3 separate regions of the Hordeum vulgare genome follow, and regions 1 and 3 are each linked to region 2. The links are chromatin contacts, called in public Hi-C maps. All regions are on one chromosome and are shown on one strand. The core of a region is the stretch at or near the end of the contact, and the rest is flanking DNA. Distances in the headings are between cores, read along the strand shown. Region 1 holds the start of LOC123412506 (E3 ubiquitin-protein ligase SGR9, amyloplastic). Region 2 holds the start of LOC123441346 (1-deoxy-D-xylulose-5-phosphate synthase 1, chloroplastic). Region 3 holds the start of LOC123441336.

Evidence for each region. Hi-C and Micro-C count contacts between places; a contact is called where the count stands out from the background.
Region 1: a Hi-C map of seedling shows a contact between it and region 2, with 3 times the contacts expected there. The contact joins the promoter of LOC123412506 here to the promoter of LOC123441346 in region 2. A contact is called at or near these places in 2 of 6 Hi-C or Micro-C datasets (leaf and seedling).
Region 3: a Hi-C map of leaf shows a contact between it and region 2, with 4 times the contacts expected there. The contact joins the promoter of LOC123441336 here to the promoter of LOC123441346 in region 2. A contact is called at or near these places in 3 of 6 Hi-C or Micro-C datasets (leaf and seedling).

What each region holds. Positions count from the first base shown.
Region 1 is chr1H:413,824,706-413,828,844 of MorexV3_pseudomolecules_assembly, reverse strand. It overlaps LOC123412506 (E3 ubiquitin-protein ligase SGR9, amyloplastic), which reads right to left and starts at 1,747. Exons shown (of 3, transcript XM_045105462.1): 1 at 1,347-1,747; 2 at 1,254-1,344; 3 at 290-1,252. The coding sequence starts at 1,632. The coding sequence ends at 763.
Region 2 is chr1H:413,677,604-413,681,450 of MorexV3_pseudomolecules_assembly, reverse strand. LOC123441346 (1-deoxy-D-xylulose-5-phosphate synthase 1, chloroplastic) reads right to left here and starts at 2,148. Exons shown (of 8, transcript XM_045117824.1): 1 at 1,800-2,148; 2 at 1,314-1,613; 3 at 999-1,149; 4 at 634-905. The coding sequence starts at 1,904.
Region 3 is chr1H:413,448,149-413,451,929 of MorexV3_pseudomolecules_assembly, reverse strand. LOC123441336 reads right to left here and starts at 1,291. Exons shown (of 2, transcript XM_045117819.1): 1 at 1,133-1,291.

The DNA.
Region 1 (4,139 bases), core at 498-2,997, 150 kb before region 2:
GCACTGGCAAGAGAAGAGATCGTGGGCGCTTTGGACAGTTAACACTTAATTTGCTTCTCTTCCAAACAGTAAGATTTGCTTTTGACAGCCCTAGCCGGAATGGGCTACAAAAACCTAGCCCAGCAAAGCTAGGTGAGCTAGCAAAACACACCCTTAATAGAAGAGAGATGATGATGGTGATCCTAAAAAGAAACAATGTTAAGCACGTGACCCTAGAACTACGCGAATGACTTATAAACCGGGACGGAGGTAGTATCAAGGTTGTCCACTAGTCCACCATCGCGATGGCTTACATATCGGCAACAATTACTCCCGCAAAGTAACCGTACTATAGTACGATCTTAGAATAATCCACACATCCGTGATGCATGTTGTTCGAGGCACGAACATCATCACCAAGAAGCCTAAAAAGCAGAGCAATTAGGCTGCAAAACGACGATACTACCTACCTTATCCCGCGAAACCTGCTTTGGATCCACCAAAGCTAACTCAAAACTAAACCCACAATTTGCATCGTGATGATACGGCATGATGAGCCTTAATTACGAGTATACATTCGATCCCATTCCTTTTGTTTATGTAGAGAGTATATGTACCCAACCGTAATCCTGCAACAGTATTCGGCACGCAGGCCCACCAAAGCCATCGCCATCCACACGAATCTGACACCAGTACTTGCAACTGGAGACCGGGACACACGAGCACGTCCAAACGCACGTCCCGTATGGCCGCATGCCACGCGCACTGATCCACCCGGCGCTGTCACGCACAGACCCCGCTGTCTCCCGCCATCCTCTCGACCGCGCGCCACAGGCGCCGGGTCTCGGCGAGCGCGTCTTCGGCGGGCAGTTCGGCGCGGCAGCACGGGCAGGTGTTGCGGCGCGCCAGCCACCGCAGCGCGCACGGCCAGTGGAACCGGTGCCCGCACGGCCGCAGCCCGCACACCCCGCCGCGTCCGGGCGCCATCTCCTCCCTGCAGATCGCGCACGGGGTCCCGTCCCCGGGCGTGGTCGGCAGCGCCAGCACTGTCGCCTGCGACGCGCCTCCGCGCCCCACGCCGTCCTTGCTGCTGCCGCCGCCGGCGCCAGCCACCGCGCGGTCCTCCGACACGACGTCCGCGAACCGGCGGCACTTGGCGGCCGCGTCGAGGTAGGGCGCGACGGTGGCCCAGGGCGTGCCGCCGAGACCGGAGATGGAGAGCGCGTTGCGCACCGCGTCGTCGACGAGCAGTGCGTGCCAGTCCACGGGTGAAGCGGAGGATGCCGCCGGGGAGTAGGAGTCGCACATGGCCACGAGCAGGAGCGCGGCGTCGAGGTCGGGCGTCGGGAGGCGGAGGAGGTGGTGGGAGCCGTCGGGGGAGAGCGCCGGGAGGAGCATGAGGAGTGAGCGGAGGAGCACGCGGCCGAGCAGCGCGGCCTTGGCTGGGAGAGGCATAGAGCGGAGCCGCGCGAGGGCGCGGGCGAAATGTGGCGGGGAGAGGAGGAGGAAAGCGAGGCGGCCGCGCTGCCGGCGCGCGTCCGCGGCAATCGCCCGGACCAGCGAAGGGAACTGCACGGACATGGATGAGAGGAGGGCGGCCATTATGGTTTCGGACGAGGAAAGGGTCGGCGAGTGGGCATGGCTGGCCTCCATCGGGATCGCGGGCAGTTTTGGAGGAGTGGACAGTGGAGTGAGATGGTGGGAAATCTGTATTTTGCACGGCCTTTTATATACTGAAAGTTTTGGAGGGCAATGAAGCGTGTGTGGGAACTTGTGTTAACATGGGATGTCGCACTGGTGTAACGTACTACTCTCCCTCCGTTTCTAAATATAAACCTTTATAAAGATTCAACTAATAGACTACATACGGATGCATATAGACATATTTTAAAGCATAGATTCATTCATTTTGCTTCGTATGTAGACACCTGGTCAAATATCTTAAACGACTTATATTTTGGTACGGAGGGAGTACTATCTTCATCTTAAAATAAATTACTGAAAAATAATTCAACTTTATACTGATTACAGTATAAAGTTGAATCATTTTTGTGTCGTTTATTTTGAGACGGAGGGAGTATCATTTAAAGCATCTACAACCGTAAGACCGGCGTTTGGGCCGGATTTGTGAGGTCCGGTTGGGTGCGGGTTTTACATTCGGTTAGTGACCGGATAACCCGTTGGGGGGTTCGAGATGAATATGAAAATTCGGTTGTAGATGCTATTACATCCATCGAGTATTCGCAATCGAAATAGTGGATCCTTATCTCCAACCTCAAAACGGATATGGTATTGTGCACAAACCGATGAGGACCAGTCCACGCGCGTTGATACAAGAGCCAACCATCCAGAGATGTTCTTAAATGTCTGCCAAATTTAATCAATTTAAAATTCAGACACGCACAATCATATAGCACGCGATTGGTCACATATCACCTCCGTCACAACTAAAAAGAGACAAGTATATCTAGTTCTTACATGCCCAATCACAAAAAATATCAGCCGGCAATCTACGCAAAAATTGGCATGTTGGACCGGCAATCCGAGCTTCATCGCTTACTCTATCGTTGTCGCCTTCTCAATCGCCTTCTCCGCCTCTGGTTGATCTTTTTGTCGCTTCAACATCTTGAAACGAATGGCTTGCGCGATCATCCTTGCATTGTCATCCAAATCATCAATCTTCAAGGTTACTATATCCGCCTCTACACAATTGTAGCATCGATAATAAACAATTATTATGAACAAGGAAATATATTAATAACTAATTCATTATTGCCTCTAGGGCATATTTACAACAGTCTCCCACTTGAACCAGAGTCAATAATCTACGTCACATCACTATGTGATTCACACCCAATGAGTTGTGGGGTTTAATCATGTTTGCTTGTGAGAGAGGTTTTAGTCAATAGATCTGAACCTTTTAGATCCGTGTGTGCTTTACAAGTCTCTATGTCATCTTGTAGATGATGCTACCACGCTTCATTTGGAACTATTTCAAATGATTGCTCCACTATACGAATCCGGTTTGCTATTCAGAGTCATTCGGATTGGTGTCAAAGTTGCATCGACGTAACCCTTTACAACAAACACTTTTATTACCTCCATAATCGAGAAACAATTCCTTAGTCCTCAAGTTACTAAGGATAATTCTGACCGCTGTCCAGTGATACATTCCAGGATCACTCTTGCACCCCCTGACAGGCTCATGGCAAGGCAGACATCACGCGCGGTACACAACATGGCATACTATAGAGCCTACGACTAAGGCATAGGGGACGACCTTCGTCCTTTTTCTTTCTTCTACCGTGGTCGAGCTTTGAGTCTTACTCAAATTCACACCTTACAACAGTTTCAAGAACACCTTTTTTGACCGATCTATTTTGAACTCATTCAAAATCTTGTCAAGGTATTGTTGGAAATATGCCCTACAGGCAATAATAAATTGGTTATTATTATATTTCCTTATTCATGATAATTGTTTATTATCCATGCTATAATTGTATTGATTGGAAACTCAAATACATGTGTGGATACATAGACAACACACTGTCCCTAGTGAGCCTCTAGTTGACTAGCTCGTTGATCAAAGATAGTCAATGTTTTCTGGTCATAGACAAGTGTTTGTCACTTGATAACGGGATCACATCATTAGGAGAATGATGTGATGGACAAGACCTAAACTCTGAACGTAGCATATGATCGTGTGAGTTTATTGCTACTGCTTTCTGCATGTCAATATATCTGTTCCTATGACCATGAGATCATGCAACTCCCGGACATCGGAGGAATACCTTGTGTGTATCAAACATTGCAACGTAATTGGGGGACTATAAAGGTGCTTTACAGGTATCTCCAAAGGTGTGTGTTGGGTTGGCGTGAATCGAGACTGGGATTTTTCACTCCGTATGACGGAGAGGTATCTCGGGGCCTACTCGGTAATACAACATCACAATAAGCCTTGCAAGCAATGTGACTAAGGAGTTGGTCACATGATCTTGTATTACGGAACGAGTAAAGAGACTTGCCGGTAACGAGATTGAACTAGGTATGGAGATACCGACGATCGAATCTCAAGCAAGTAACATACCGAAGGACAAAGGGAACAACATATGGGATTAACTGAATCCTTGACATAGAGGTTCAACCGATAAAGATCTTCG
Region 2 (3,847 bases), core at 899-3,398:
AAGATAGATTATCATTGGAGTCACATCTTGGAAGATTAGGAAAGAGATACACTTATGTCCTTGCTGTCAGATTGTGCTTGCTTATTTTTAGAATTTATAAGTCACTACACTACACTGAGCTTGTTAAGATACTCCCTTCCCCGAGCTCTCTTTGCTGAAGACAAAAATGCTAGTGGGCAGCACTAGATATGCTACTCTAGGTTTCATCGCCATTTCTGATGGATGCATAGTTAGAGCCATACATTACACCTGGCACTGATAGAGTATGCGTGCGTTGCATCTGGAAGAAAACAGCTAGTTTTGGCATGTACCATACAAAAGTTTAATGATTTAAAACTCGGAGGTGTACTCCCACGGCGACACTGACGCGTTTGGGTTCGATTTAAAAACTGCTAGCTGCTTTTGATGCTGATTTCCCTGTCATTTCATCCACTGTTTCAAATTAATTTTTCTTCAACTAGTAAGTGTTTAGTTCAAACATGCGCACACGACTTGCTAATTTGTTTTCCTTTTTTCACGAACCTATTACGCATGCAGCAAGTTGGAATTCGAGTCGCGGCACTGCTTTCAAGTCAACGTTGCTTTTTGCCGTACTATCCATGGAGTGTAGGAGGTGCATTTGTGAGGCTGTACCTTGGCCACCTCCCTGAGCTCCCTGAGCGGCCGGCTGGACTGCAGCTTGCTGAGGGCGCCGCTGAGAGCGCCCACCGGCGGCGCCGGCCCGTCGAGCGTCGCCGTCGGCAGCGACACCTGCTTATTGTCGTTGAGGATCACGATCATGTCGGAGTCGAGGTACCCGGCGTTGTTCATCGCCTCGTACGCCTGCCCCGCCGTCATGGCCCCGTCCCCAATCACCGCCACCACGTTGTTCTTGGCGCCCTTGAGGTCCCTCCCGACGGCCATCCCTGACAGTCACACGCACACACTTTGATTGCCACCACAGATTTTTCACGAGCAGATTAAGTACTTCGTAACCAGATGCAGAGGTAGTCAGTTACCGAGGGCGGCGGAGATGGTGGTGGAGCTGTGGCCGGTGCCGAAGCTGTCGTACTCGCTCTCGGAGCGCTTGATGAAGCCCGACAGGCCGTTGGTCTGCCGCATCGTCGGCATCTTATCGCGCCGCCCCGTCAGAATCTTGTGCGGGTACGACTGCATCGAATAAACAAAACCGCACGGTCGATCAATCGATGGGCCTCCGAGCCGCGCAGCGCAGCACCTAACATGGCGCGGGCACGTTACCCCAATCCGGGGGCACGCCGGCGGATCGCCGGGGCAGGCCAAGTGTGCATTGTTAACTTGTGGAGCTTGTTTACCTGGTGTCCGACGTCCCAGAGGAGCTTGTCCTGCGGGGTGTTGAAGACGTAGTGCAGCGCGACGGTGAGCTCGACGACGCCGAGGCTGGACCCGAGGTGGCCGCCGGTCTTGGAGACGTGGAAGATGACGTCGGAGCGGAGCTCGTCGGAGAGCTGCTGCAGCTCCTTGAGGGAGAGGTTCTTCATGTGGATGGGGTAGTTCACGGTGTCCAGCAGCGGCGTCGGAGGCCGCTGCGAGTGGTACTCTGCTTCCCTCTCCGACAGTGACGCAGAAATGCTGGACGACCTCTTCCTCGGCGTCTGCTCACCAAATCGATCCAGCATTGGCCATGATGACACGAGCAGCGATTACAGTTTGCAAAGAAGACGAGCAGGAACAGACCACTAGCTAGCGGGCGCCGAATTGCTCGAACCGACAAGAAGAAGAAGAAGAATCGGCCATGGCGAGCGAAGAGGAGAGGAGGCGTACGCTGAATTGCTACTAACCTTGAGAGGCCTGGCCTGGAGCTCGACGGCGGGAGTGAAATGGTGCTCCTGAGGCAGCACGGCGAGAAATCCCCGCGGGAGGGAGAAGGTCGACGAGAGCGCCATTGTTTCTCCTCCTCCACCTCCTTGTCAGGATTGCAACGGCTCAACTCCCCCCCTATCCTTGTGCTTGGAAGCAAGCAGGCCAATCCAAAAATGAGCGTCCCAAGCGCGTCCAAGGGCCGAGAGCAAGTGGCAGGCTGACACACTATGCGGAATATGGGTTGGGGGATCTGCGAGGGGAAGTGGAGCGGGAGAGTGACGAGTTGCTCCGTGCCCGGGACTGGGCGCGTTCTATAGTGGTGGCGAGGGGTGATGGATGGGGGATGGGGGTGAGGTCGGATGGCGATAGGCTGTGCGGATGACCACCGAGGCCATTGTCCGGCGCGTGGGCGTGTGGCTGGTATTCGTTCGGCCGTGTGCGCCTGACTCCGCCTCGCTTTTTCGCCCGGCGCTCGCTGCACCAGCGATCGGGGAGAGAGAAAGGGAGGAGCCTACCTATCCGGAATCCCATTGGACCAGCTCGGCATAGTATCACGAGAAGATAATGGGATAGGAGGTAACGCTGGGAACATCAATTACGGAGAAGAAAATAAGTAGACAAGAATGGGGGCGGGAAATGATGGGCTTTCACAACTTTTGGTGTTTCGCCTTCTTCTAGTGTTCCCCACATTCCCGTGCCTTGGTTGCTCGAGTGTGGCATTGGCCAATTCTGCTCGTCCTAGAGAAATGATGGTGCTAGTGTTTTGTTGTGTGGTTGCAAGCATCGCCGGTAGCACTAGCCTAGTTTCTTTGGCTTTTAGGGCTGCTTTGTTTCAAATGATTTTCATTAAGAAAAACAATTGGAGGATTAGAATACTTAGGATTTTTCATATATAATTGTTTGAATCATAGTGTTGAATTAAACCTGATGATGGACAACCCGATCTGAAAAACACAGACCGGGTCAGGCTTACACGTAACCATACTCACAAACTACGTTCGGGCCGGGCTTTCGGCCTAAGGGCTTATATTCGGGCCAGGCTTGAGAAAGTATGTGCTTTCAGGCTATGGCCGAGCTCGGGCTTGAACTTTGGGGTTCGGTATTTTTCAAACCCGGCCCGAAACCTCGACCACTTGAGAAAATATGTGCCTTCAGGTTCTGGTTGAGCTCTCGCATGAAGTTTGGGGTTCGAGCTTTTTCCAACCCGGCCCAAAACCTGGCTCAGCCCAGCATATGATCAGGCTTTTGTTGAATCATGTTGTAATACTTTTTCTAAGAATACATTTGTACTAAATCATATAGGAATTTCATGGCTTCTTGGAATTGCTGGAAATTCAAAACATAGGAATAGGAAAACACACCCACACTAAAAAAAGTAAAATTAAGATGACATGTAGTGTGTATAACTATACGATTTCAAAACTCTGGGAATTTTATAAACTATGTCTTTGGATGGTGCACATGAAAAACACAAGAATTTTGGAGGATTGATAAAGGGGGGGGGACAGAGAGATATCGAGTGCAAATGCATTGTACTTCTCAAAGGACAAATAAAATTTGAGCTCATGTTGAGATCCCACAATCCAAAGGACTTCCATAGGAAATAGTCCTATAGGTTGGAATCCTCCAAAATCCCTATGGTTTTCCTTCAATCCACTCAAACATCTTGGAAAGAATAATTTATTTTTCCAATGTTGCAATCAAACAAATCAAAATTAATTATTTGTGACTGCAACCCCTACTCAACCAACTTCTTGCCAGTGTCGCCGCTAGTCCTTGCATAGGCCTCCATCGCTAAATCAACATGCTTGGCCATGGTAGTGTAATCGGGCTCACGCTATCCGTTGTATCTTGGACATGAGGCATCGTTTACGAGTTGAACGTTAGCTTGTGCCGAACGTGATGGTCATTGATGGGAGGGCCACCGAGATCTCTACCATTGTCGCAATGTTATGGAAGGGCATGGCACACGACTGCATTATGGAAATAATGATGTCATCACCACCACTACTCCCCTCACACAAAC
Region 3 (3,781 bases), core at 42-2,541, 230 kb after region 2:
TGGAGACAGATAAAGCTAAAAGGGGGCAAAGGCTCTCAGGGAATAATAATATATTTCATTCCAGTGACACATATTTACAGTTGCATTACTTCCTTATTATTGCTGTTTATTTTTCATTTGGCATATCCAATGCAACCTTTTCCCCGTTTTATCTACGAGAGCAAAGAAGACATAAATTTATAGTTTACACACACCGGAGCACAAAGTAGCAACAAGAGAAACTGAAGCGTTGAAATGTGTTCATCTACCCCAGTCTACAAGTTCCAAACACCAAGGCTGACCCAACCGTCCGTTACTTGCAAAAATTAATTCACTAGCGTCATATTACAGCTAACATCACAGCAATTAAGAGGCCCGGTAAGCCACTAGCGAAAGCATACTAAGTTGCCAACATGGCAAGTACTGCAGATTTACTCTGCTATATAAAGCAGCTAAAAGAGATGCGTTATGGCGCCACTTCCGGTTGACCGCAACCTTTCTTCTGGCATACAAGCTACATTAAATTGTGGCTGGTTATCATATAATGAACTAACAGAATACGACAATCGACACATAACGACAACGCTAGCGATCAGCGTATTTACGCGTCAATAAATATGGGACGGAGGAAGTGCAATACATAACAGGACAAGTAGTTTCGACGTACGAGTTGCTTGCAGCAGTAGCTTTAAAACAAGGTTTTGCATTCCCATGGTCCTACAAAACCTAATCTTCAGCCAGGAAACAAACAGGGAAATTATCCCCTCCTTCCTATAAAACGGGAACAACACAGCTGCACCATGGTTTTCCCTGATACACGACGAACGGAGGGGGAACCCCTGAAATCCAAGCACCTCCGAAATTGACAAACAATTGCCGACGCGGGGCATCACCCTAGCCCGCGGGGCAAGCGCCCCTCGGCCTCCGAAGCCACCCGGCCGTCGAATAGCGCGATCCCGTGGCGCGGGACCGCCGAGGCCGCCCGAATTCAGCGGCGGGCACGCCGCCCGGCCACGCGCCGGGCGCCGCGCTAGGGCGGGCCGCATTCCGCCGCGCCCCTAGATCAAACCGCGGGGCCGGACGCCACGCTCCGAACCGAATCGATGGAGAGAGGGATCGGGGGAGAGGGGGGGAGGGGAGCGGAGGGGCTTACCGGAGGCGGCGGCGGGAGGGGCGTAGGGTTTTGGCTGCGGCGGCGGCGGCGGCGGCGAGATCGAGAGGGGCGGGGAGGGATTTGGAGGGTGGGGCGAGTTAGGGTTTGGTTGACGCGGGTGGGGGGAGGGGCGAGGGGGGGAGACGAGGGGCGAGCGAGGGAATGACAGAGGAAGGGAAGGGAAGGGAGGGGAGGGGGTCGATCGGGTGGGGGCTTGCGGCTGGCTTGCGTCGCCTGCCTGTGCTTCTGGGTTGGGTTGGGTTGGGTTGGTTCGGCCTGGTCTCGTTTGTTTCGCCTGTGGCCGTGGCCGTGTGGGTGGGGCTGGCAAGACGCATGCGTCCGTCTCCGCCCGCGCCTGCCGCCACAGCAGCATCCACAGCCGTAGATCTCGGGTCTTCGGGTGGGGAAGAAAATTCGCCAGATGGAAAAATGGATTTGTTCAAGCCCGCTCCATATTAGACCAGCACCGGCCCAAAAGACAAACCGGCCCTCTTAAGCGCTCCATCTTGCTTGGGCTCGATGGATTAGGGAGCGGAACCTATTCAAAGAAAGAGGTCATATTGTCCGAAATCATTAGTTAAAGAGCATCTTTTTTTTAAGGAGCACCTTTTGTAAAGACCACTTTCATTATCTTTGGTTGCGTTAAGTGACCGCACTGGGAGTTTTTACTTTTTTCGTAGATTAGATTATTTAAAATATTTTATCTTTTAAATCATGCGTTTAAATTTTAAATTGTTTTTACCGTTGCATTTCTCGTATCGAGATCTTCAGACTAATCATATGTTGATAGGTTTTGATAAACTTTTTTTTATGAAAAAACCCGAACCGGAAGTACTTTTTTCGTGAGGCATGACACTGCCTCTCATAGAAGCAAATCAGTGCCTCTCATGAAAGAAAAAAATATTTTTTCTTTTTTTTTGAACAAAAGGGGTTTCCCCCTGCCCCATCTTTATTCAAAATGAAGCAACAGGGTCTTACATATCCATCAACCAGCTAGGACGAAATTAAAAGACTACCTAAAACAGATTAGGCGAACCAGGAGTGCAATTTTAGCAAGTACAGCGAAGAGGCAAGCATAGATCTTTTATTACGGACAAAAATAAACTACTAAGCCCCCCTGCTCCCTCCCAGCATCATCTTCATGCGATACGAAGCAATTCCCCACGTCTCTTGTTCAGCAGACTGATGAAGTCCCGCAGCAGAGTTGCTTGAGCATCGGTGAACAAAATCTTCCACTGATTTATATAGATGTCCAACTTTGCAAGAATGCATTTTACACTTCTCCAGGATCGGCCCTCGAAACAAAATTCATTTCTCAGCTTCTAGATGCTCCACAAGGAGGTAGCAACCATCATGTTTATCACAGCATTAGCCTTAGTATTATTCCACAGCAGTATAATATCATCAAAACTCAAAATCTCTGGTTTGCTAAGCGCTGCAGACAGGAAACCCCATAGTTGTGTAGCAACTACGCAATCAAAAAACAGATGTTGCACTGATTCTTTACAGCTACGGAATAGGCAAGTAGCATCTTCCACCAGCCTACGCTTTTCCAGATTATCCCTTGTTAACACCTTGTTATGCACACACAACCAAAGAAAAACGTGAATCTTTTGTGGGCAGATCACTTTCCACAGATTATCTCCAAAGGGAGAAACCACACCCCCAAAATTAATTTGGCTATAAAATGATTTGACTGAGTATATCCCATTTGGCTCTAACTTCCAGATCGGGAGATCAGGACCATTTGATAAAGTTTCTTGGCTTACCACCTCAACAAGGCGGTCCCAGAGAGCTAAGCCTGCCTGATCCACACATCTTCCGAATGCCAATCTCAGTATATTCCCATCCCAGACCTGGGCTACCGTACAGTCAGTTTGATTACAAAGTTCAAATAATTTCCAAAATTGGACTTTCAGGGAACAATCCCCAACCCAAACATCATGCCAGAAATTAATTGATTCTCCATTACCCAGTTTCCATTTATAAAAGACTTTTGCTCTAGCTAAAGCCCATGTGACACTCTTCCAAAAGATTAAGCCACTATTACCCCCACTCCAGAGGATGTTTGAGGAGTTTACCATATATGTGTACTTAATAATTTTCTTCCAGACCCGGTCTGACTCATCCAAATAACGCTTACCCCATGAAGCCAACAAGGCCATATTAAACTCTTTCAGATTAGGGATCCCTAAACCTCCATATTCTTTCTTCCTCGTAATCTGCCCCCACCTAGCTAGGTGATATTTATGTTGGTCATCTAAATCTCCCCAAAAGAAATGTGCCATTTGGGTATTGATAGCATTAATCGCCCATTTTGGGAATCTAATCACACACATAAGATAGGAAGGAATACTAATGATACGGGCACAAAGCAAAACAATTTTCCTCTCTAAGTTAAAAACCTACCCATCCAGCCACATAGATTCTTAATGATTCTATCTATAATTGGTTGGATGTCTTCACGTCCGAGGTTATCATAATGCAGGGGAACTCCAAGGTATTTTATAGGGAAACTACCAAGTTTACAACAAAAGATCTGTGCAAACTCCTTAGTTAGATCTTCTTCCACATTAATGGTCATAAGATCACTCTTGTGGAAGTTGATCTTCAGCCCTGAAAGATTTTCAAAACAGGACAATAGCCATT